Regions from separate parts of the Mus musculus genome. Here region 1 is linked to region 2. The links are chromatin contacts, called in public Hi-C maps. All regions are on one chromosome and are shown on one strand. The core of a region is the stretch at or near the end of the contact, and the rest is flanking DNA. Distances in the headings are between cores, read along the strand shown. Region 1 holds the start of Gsx2 (GS homeobox 2). Region 2 has its middle 110 kb from the start of Lnx1.

What was found. Hi-C and Micro-C count contacts between places; a contact is called where the count stands out from the background.
Region 1: a Hi-C map of embryonic stem cells shows a contact between it and region 2, with 2.8 times the contacts expected there. The contact joins the promoter of Gsx2 here to the enhancer-like site in region 2. A contact is called at or near these places in 6 of 39 promoter capture datasets (cranial neural crest, embryonic stem cells, frontonasal cranial neural crest and 3 more), 9 of 484 Hi-C or Micro-C datasets (the G1E-ER4 cell line, cerebellum, cortical neurons and 1 more) and 5 of 115 datasets of contacts at active chromatin or transcription factors (embryonic forebrain, embryonic limb bud, embryonic stem cells and 1 more).

The regions. Positions count from the first base shown.
Region 1 is chr5:75,072,926-75,077,065 of GRCm38.p6, reverse strand. Gsx2 (GS homeobox 2) reads right to left here and starts at 1,465. Exons shown (of 2, transcript NM_133256.2): 1 at 729-1,465; 2 at 1-100. The coding sequence starts at 1,305.
Region 2 is chr5:74,812,092-74,816,521 of GRCm38.p6, reverse strand. No RefSeq gene overlaps it. Among named protein-coding and RNA genes, the nearest start is that of Lnx1, 110 kb to the right of the region's middle. Within about 2 kb of position 2,926, at least 10 of the 459 cell types and tissues checked have an H3K27ac peak or open chromatin away from gene starts, as enhancers often do. A contact at or near this core is called in embryonic stem cells, where this site is marked.

The DNA.
Region 1 (4,140 bases), core at 216-2,715, 260 kb before region 2:
ATATTGGAAGAGAATTCTCGCTCCAGCTCCAGGAGCTGCGTGCTGGTAAACGCTGTCCTCATCCTTTTGCCATTGGGTACCTGGCTGGTATCGGAGCCTCCTGTGGACCCAAAAGAGAGCAGAGAGGTGATGAACCGCAGAAAAAAAAAAGTGACCCCACTCTACTTGACAACCCTTGGAAAGAACGCGGCTCCAGAACCCAGTCTAACCCAACACATCCATGTTTGTCCCTGGTCTGTCTGGGAGTGTAAGAAAGACAGACGTTCATGAGAATTAAGGCCTTTAATGTCCTGGATTTTAAGTTAAAGGACTCCAGTGGAACTTGCACCTACTGCCTTCTCCTTCCCCTTGTCTGTCTTCCATTGGCCTAGCAAAGCTAACCAGCTAGCAGCCTCGGCCAAAGGCACAGACAGCCTTTAACCAACAGGGAAGCTAAGATGCCACACTGAGGTCCAAACGCATCCACCCCAAATCTCAGTCAGTTTAACCTCCTATTTCTCTGAAGTCTTGATCCAGGTCTCCAAAGCCCAGATAACAGGCGACACTTGTGCACCTGTAGAGCTAAGGGCACAAGGCCTCGCCAAGAAGTTGACTCCTTAACTTCCACCTCCGTGGAATTTCTAGGGGAAGATCTCAACAGTTCCACAGAAGATCCCACCTTACTCCCACCTCCTTCCCTGGTGGCGCAAAGTTTGTTTCCCCGGAGGCACGCAGGTACCCCGCCCTACCCATGGAGAGGCAGTGGAATCTCCGTGGGTCCGACATGTTGTAGGTAGTGGCGGCGCAGACAGGTGCGTGGTGCTGCGGGTGTCCCAGAGCCGCCGCTGCCGCAGCTGCCGCCGCCGCCGCCGCGGCCGCCGCTGCAGCCGAGCCGGGCTGCTGGGGCTGGTGATGGTGATGATGATGCTGTGGTGGGTGGTGGTGATGGTGTGCGTGGCTCACCCGTGGGCAAAACTGCGCGTCCCCAGGAGCGGGAGAGAACTGGCTTTTGAGCAAAGGTAGAGCGCCGGTGCCTCCAGCCACCCCGCCGCCCGCCACTGCAGCCCCCGCGGTCCCCGTAGCTCCGCCACCAGCTCCTGCGGGCGGGCGAGAGGAGTGCAGGTGCGAGGTGACGCAAAGCGGGCACACGCAGAAAGCGCCGCTTTTGCGGGACGGACAGCCAGGCCCGGACACTGACATCACCAACGGGGACGGCATGCCCAGCGGGATGAAGAAATCCGGCCCTGGGTGCGATTCCGGCAGCGAGGGTGCGGGCCGTGAGGAGTCCTTGATGATGAGTGAGTCCACGTAGAAGGAGCGCGACATGTCGATGGATGGCTTGTCCTGCGGGCTGCTGAGTCCCCTTCTCTCCTTCTGCTATCTGAGCACTGTCCGGAAAGCTGGGCGCACGCGGGCGGTCAAGTCCTTGGGGATGCTGAGGTGTCTGGGACTCGAACAAAGGGGTCCCTGGAGAGGGTTGGTCCTCACGTCCCCCGCCCGGAGCCCCGGCTCCAGGATTTTATAGCCCCCACCGCGGCACGTGATGCTGCGGAGTACCGCTCAGCTCAGACTCCTCGGCAGCTCCCCACCCTCGGGATAGGCTGCCCGAGTCACAACAGAAGCGGAGGGGTGGGGGTGGGGGGAGGCAGGGAAGAACGAGGGGGAGAGGGAGACTTCGCTAAGTGTAGGGTCTGTTAATTTTGCTAGGGATCGACCTCCTCTCCCTCCATCACTCTCAGCGGAAAATCTCAGCGATCCAGTTTCTGCCTACCTTCCTCCCTCGCTTGGGCCTCTGTCCAACGCTTCACAGTGACACACTGCAGAGAGCACCAGGTGGGGACCTCCAAGCCATTTAAACTGAGATAACCAATGCATTTAAGCTCCTAGGAGCCAACCCTAGCTGCGCAGTAAAGCTTGAGACTTCTGCTCTGGACCAGCGTATGTGGCCTTGTAGTGGAGGTCGGCCGGTCTAACGCTCACCACATTCATATCTGCCCTTGCTCCCCAGCTTTTCGATTTGGCCAAGGTCTGGCGGGTAACAACCCAGCTTAGAAACCAAGCACTCCAGGCTACATCAATTCTCAAATGTCCTTGTATTCTCTTGAGGTCACTCAGACCACTAATCCTTCCTTGTGCATCTTTCTAACCAGCAGCTCTGCCTTCTGCAAAGAGTCAATCCTTTCTTATTTCAAGCAGTTACATAGTTTCCAAGCCCAACCTCCGCTAAACTTCACCAGGAACATTTTGCAGAGACTGGGGTAGCAGCTGGAGGAGGCCCTTGCGGTCCCTTGGTCTAAGTGATCTCCTGCTAACACCACCCCACCCTTCTCAATAGATGCTTATTGCATCCTTGCTTATTCCGCCATTCAGCTAGTGGTGGAATCCTGCCTGTACCTAAGGAGCAGTTTAGTAGCAGACCTCCATTTGGTGGCTCAGAAAGACTTGTGCACCTACCTGCTAGGTGGCTGCCATCTAGATGTCTTTGGGAGAAAGTCAAGGCCACAGAGGTGACAGCAATTTCTCCCCTGTCCTTTTACCAAAATGGCTAACTTCAAGTGTGAGTTTACAACAGTGACAGTTAACTTGAAGATCAAGGGCAGGGAACAGCAGTTGGAGGCTCAGGGTTCTGTGTCTGTCCTGTCTTTCTTTCCCCTTTCCATCTCTGTGACCACCCCTCTCTTGCCTGCTGGAAGTGTATAATTGGGTTGTAGGGATGCCCCACTCTAGGGAGCCCAGGATTTATGGATGGCAATTAAAGTTTTATGAATTGCAGCTGAGGCTGGTTATTGAGCTATTTGAATGTGATTAGAATTCAATTAGAAAGTGGTTAGTGGACGGTGGGTCTCCTGAGTGTAAACAGACAGCTATTCCAGAAATGTGCTAATCCAACATCTTGTGACAACAATTAAGGAGTCTCGGGGCTGAGCACGGGGTCCCCGCTCACTTGTAACTACTTCTGCACTGCAAGGTTTGCCTTAGACAGCCTCCAAAGCTCCTCCTTTTCATCCAGCCCACATAGTCCAGCCCAGCTCCGACCAACCTACTCTCTCCTTCCACTGGAGAGGAGCAAGCAGCTTCTGCATTCTTTACAAGTCTTTTCTAACACTGTGAAAGGATACTGGAGCTCAAAAACGGAGATAGCCTTGTGGTAGATTATTATTTATGTTGAAAGATTTACTTAAGTGAGGAGGGTTGTGCTTGTTTGTATGCAAGGATGTGCACACATTTGTGCCTGGTGTCCTCAGAGGCCAGAGGCCATCAGATCCCCCTAGAACTTGGTTGTGAGTCATTATATGTGTACTGGGAGCCAAACCCAGGTCTTCTTCCAGAGAGCAACAAGTGTCCTTAGTTGAGCTATTTCTCCTGCCAGTCACGGGATATGTGTTTAAGGCCTATATTGCACAATGGCTTCAATAGGATGATGCCCAGAGAAGCCAGCCGTATACTCTTTCTTTCTCTGGGTAGGTAGGTTATCTACAGTCCTCGGGGACTTGCATGACAGTATTCTCTGTGGCTTCTGGTGTGCTTCCAAGAATTGCTCTGTTAATGTTTTGGAAATGGTTCTCCTGTACAAACCCATTCATATTAGGGGCTCCGAGTCAGACAACTTACATGTTATTTGGTTTATGTTGGACTGTGGATGCATTCAAAGTCCACAGTCAAGGGATCTTGAGAGGAAGGGGGCTGGGAGGGAAGGGGGTGCTGATGGCTGCCTTCAGGGGGATGCTTCAGGACAGGCCTGACTGAGGCTGAAGGCTGGACTGTTTCTGAGAGATTTGTTCACTAAAGTCCTTGATTGATTGCTTAGACCCACCAAAAACAAATATCTGGGGGGAGGTGTATCTCCTCTATCACCTCTGCTCTTTCTTTTCCTCAGCCCTCTATATCTGTCTTCTCCCTCCCTTTTTTTCCAGAAAAGTCAGCTCCACCCCCTGCCATCTCACCAAGCCAGCCTACCCTCCACAGCCTGGGCAGAGTTGCAACCTTTGCTCCTGAAGCAGCACTGCAAACTGCTCGGAGCAGAAGAGAACCCCCGGGCTGGGCTTTCTCTTGAGCAGGCCAGTAGACTGGCAAGACATGTCCACTGCACTTGCCCCAACGCACAATTTTATTTCTCAGTGATTCTGTCTGATAAAATTTCATCGTCCATTAAGTAAGCCC
Region 2 (4,430 bases), core at 1,677-4,176:
TGAGAAGCGACTTCACCATATAATAAGACAAAATAACAATGTCTAATAAAGAACTATGTTTGGCCTGAATGTGAGTTTCTTCCTCAAACTCACACGTTGAGTTGAATTCCTTTTACCCAGGTGATGGTATTAAGAGGAGGGGGCTTCTGGAACCTGACTAAATCATGACAGTGGGGCCCTCATGACCATGGTTAATAGTAGCTTAAGAAAATGATCCCCTGGAACTGGGGCTTTGTTAGTAAAATACTTCCATGCAAGCGTGAGGACCTCTAGAACTGATGTAAAAGGTTGGGCTTGGTGTGGCATGCTCATAACCCCAGAACACAGGTGTTGGAAACACATTGATCCCCGAAGCCGAAGCTCACCAACCAGCCAGCCAGCCATCCCACCCAGCAAGTCCCAAGCCAGCTTGGATCACTGCCTGAGCTCCAGGACAGTGAAAAACCTCAAAAAGCAAGATGGCTGGCTTGTGGGGATAACAGCACACATGAATGGTCCCCCACCCCGACTCCTGCCCCAGCTAATCATAATGACACACAGCCATAACTCCAGGATCTGGAAAACTAAGGCAGGGAGATTTTGGATTAGAGGCCAGCCTGGACTACATAGTGACCTTACCTCACACACATACACACACACACACACACACACACACACACACACACAAACAAACAAAAAACAAAAACAAAACCCACACACACACAAACACAAAAAACAAACAAACAACAAAAAAATTCCAAATGCAAACAAACAACAAGGAACTGAAATCAAAAGAGCCAGAGAGAGAGGCCCTGTCCTTTCCCTGTGTAAAAACATAGTTAAGGTCCTGCCTTCCAACCAGGAAGCCAGCTCTCTCCCTCACCAGATACTGCATTGGCAGGTCTTAAACTCTGGAGACTCCAGAGGACTGGGCAGGAAATTTCTGCTGTCTATGAATTCCTCCTGATACTTCCTCCACCTATGGCGTTTTGTTAAACACAACCTGGATGGTGAGACAGAGGGTAGAGAGCTGTCTTTTGCCTCATTCTGTAGTCCCTGCACCTAAGACAAGCCAGACACACTCTTGTGCTCAATGAATATTTGTTGAATCAAAGACAAATTTTGTAAGTGAATGATGGCAGATGATTAGATAGTACCTGGTGCATTCATCGTGTCCTTTCTGGTGAGTCCACCTAGAGGCCAGCGGTGTGACTCACACCTGTAATCCCCAGAGACTGAGGAAAAGACCATTGCAAGTTTGGAGCTGGTTGCATTGTGAGTTCCAGGCCAATCTGGATGACTGAGTAAGACCCTGTTTCAAAACCAAAGAGAAAGTAAACCAAAATTTCTAGAACTTTCTTTGAAGAGCATCTCTTCCCTCTTCAAAGCATATTCTCTCCAGTGAAGATGCCTGGCTAGAGATGGAGAGATAATCCAATAGACGTCAGTTCTGAGGCTCCTAGAAGAGCCCTGGTAATAAGGAGTTTCCCTGCCATGGATACAGCTGTCTCTAGGGGTTATGGGAGCCAGAAACTTTCAGGGTTCAGTTTATACAAAGTGCCTGCCTAAGAGTCAACTCTGTTTTGAGAAAGCAGAGCCAAGAGAAGGGAGAAGGGATCAAACACCTAACTCTTAATAGTCCAACCATACCTAGGATCCAAAAACCCTTTGCAACTGGTAGTCGTTCAGCCCAATAGCACCACCAACCCAGTCAAATTTCCAGAAGTATGGCACTTTACGGTAACAAAGACTGCACTACAGAAACGTCTGTGGATTCAGTATCCTGAGAGTTATGGCTGCTATTTGAGCATGTTGGGTCAGCTGGAACTAGTCAAGAGCCAGACCGCTGTTTCATAGACCTCAACATACAGGCTGCTTAAACACGCTGTGCATTTCTCTGCTGTGGAGAAGTCTGCTAAGCCATCTAGGACCTTGACTGTGGCTTAAGCAGAATCTTGCCCTCTTTTTTTTTGTTTTTTGTTTTTTTTGTTTGTTTTACTTCATCATCTGCAGAGTGCATGTGTCTCATGCCAGGTGGGAAGGGGGCACCAATGCTCCTAAGATGCTACTGGTATGCAAGAAGAGCCTATAAAAGAGAGGCTATAAAGGTTTTCTTTCCCTCCCTCCCTCCTTCTCTTCCTTCCCTCCTCCCCCTTTTCTTCCCTCCCTCCTTCCCTCCCTCCTTCTCTTCCTTCCCTCCTCCCCCTTTTCTTCCCTCCCTCCTTCCCTCCCTCCTTCTCTCCCTTCCCTTCCCCTCCCCTTTCCTTCCCTCCCTTCCTCTCTTCCTTCCCTCCCTTCCTCTTTTCCTTCCCTTCCTGCCTTTCTCCCCTCCCTTCACTCATCCTTTCCTTCTGCATAGTCACCCATGCTACCTGCTATCAATGGTGTGATGTTGACAGTCAGAGATGTAACACTGAAAAAGTTGGCACAGTTTTCTCCCTCCCTAAGTTTATCTTTCTTAGAGTGCTATTTCTTATTTTTAAACCGCCAGAGACCTAACTGTAGAAGGTGCCTGCTCCCAGTGATATTGTAATGCTAGTTGGGTTCAGAAGGCACCCCTACCTCCACCCCCCATCTCCCACCCCCACACCCAGAGAGAGGTTCAGCCTCTTGCATTGCAGAACAAAGAAATAAACAGGCACATGACTGCAAAGGAAGCAGGGACAATTTGTCAAGATGAACGGCCCTGGCAAGCAGCAGAAGATGGTTAAGTACAGACGGGTGAAACTTAGCAGCTCAGAGGCCCTGCCAAGTGCTGGGAGCTTAGTTCCCTTTGCGCAAGCTTTGCAGAATTTGCAGTGCCTCTACCTCCTCTTTCTTCTGTGTTCTATCTGTTTCGTGAAGTTCTACAGGTACCTGTGAGTCACATGCCTCATTAGCATCCTAAAGCTCCACCCCCGGGGGTGTGTTTTGTCATCCTAATGAGCCAGATTATTCACTATGCTCCTCCACTCCTCCAGAGTGGCTCTGTACCTTTGGCAGTGGCACTGGCTTTAGTTGGCTGCCCCTGCTGAGAGTTTTCAAACCTTTTCTTTGCCAACTTGTTTTGAATATGCTAATTTTGTAGGGTTTGGCATAGGGCCTTTTGACCTTTGTTCTTCTGTCCTCTCTCCTGCAGGGTGGACTCTGGATCACCCTCTTGGTAAGGCTGGGAAGTCGGGCCACCCCTAACTTCTAGGAGCCAGTGGATTCCAGTTTTCTGGGCCCAGGCCTACTGAACTAGGAGGGTCTGCCCCTGCCCTCAGTTACATTTTCAGAGACATTATTGATATTCATTTCAATTGTTTTCATCACATGTATAGTGCAAATCTTTGCCCTCCTTGTTGTTAAAGCCTCTGTCTCCTCCCAAAGGGATTTAAGAATAAAGTGCATTTGTCTATAGAATGACAGCAATGCCTAGTTCATGGGCGTGTTGTAAAAACTAAATGGGATGATGCCAGTAAATTTGGGAGATGGAGGGCGGGGAGAGAATCTAAGAGAATCTATCTCTAGATAGATAGATAGATAGATAGATAGATAGATAGATAGATAGATAGACAGATAGATATGTAGATGGATAGATATGTAGATATATAGATTGATACATTGATATACAGATAGATACATAAATATTGTAGATAGATAGATAGATATGTAGATAGATGGAGACAAGATATGCTACTGAGAGTGTGAAAGAGAGACTCAAGCAGAGACAGCTTTACAGAAATGTGAGCATATTTGTGCACACTAAAATAATTGAATTTAACATTAGGGAGTTGAAGAAGTTGTTGTCTTTTTGTTCAATGCTCTTTAACACAAAAGATGTTATTTCCTTAAAACTCCCTCTTGGGGGAAAAAGGTTAAGAAAAGAAGTCATGAAAAATGTGAAAAGGTTGGAGTCATTATTTTTTTAGGAACGTGTTTCAATTTTCCACCGTATTGAATGACTTGAGTTCTGAATGATGAGAAAAATTTCCAACTTGTGCTTCTCTGTCTATTTCTCACCTCCCAAGTTTGCTAATTTTGCATATTTACCATGTGTAATGGCCACATGTGGGTGTGGGGAGATTTCTTCCGTAACTCTTTAACATCAACCAGTTCTAGAATTAAATAGACTATGTGCCCATGAGGAATTTCCTCTTGTCCCAGTATATCCATTCTCAGCCGATTAGTCTCACCTTCGTCTCTAACCTGACAGGATGTTGAGTAGGTGGAGGGGGTTGTGGGTGGGGTGAGGGAGGGAGATGAATATAACCAACTACACTGTTTAGAATTCTCAACTAGGAGCTAGAAAGATGGCTCAGTGGTTAAGAGCACTGACTGCTATTCTAGAGGTCCTGAGTTCAATTCCCAGCAACCACATGGTGACCTACAACCATCTGTAATGGGATCGGATGCCCTCTTCTGGTATGTCTGAAGACATCTACAGTGTTCTCATACATAAAATAAATCTTTTAATAAATTCTCAGCTA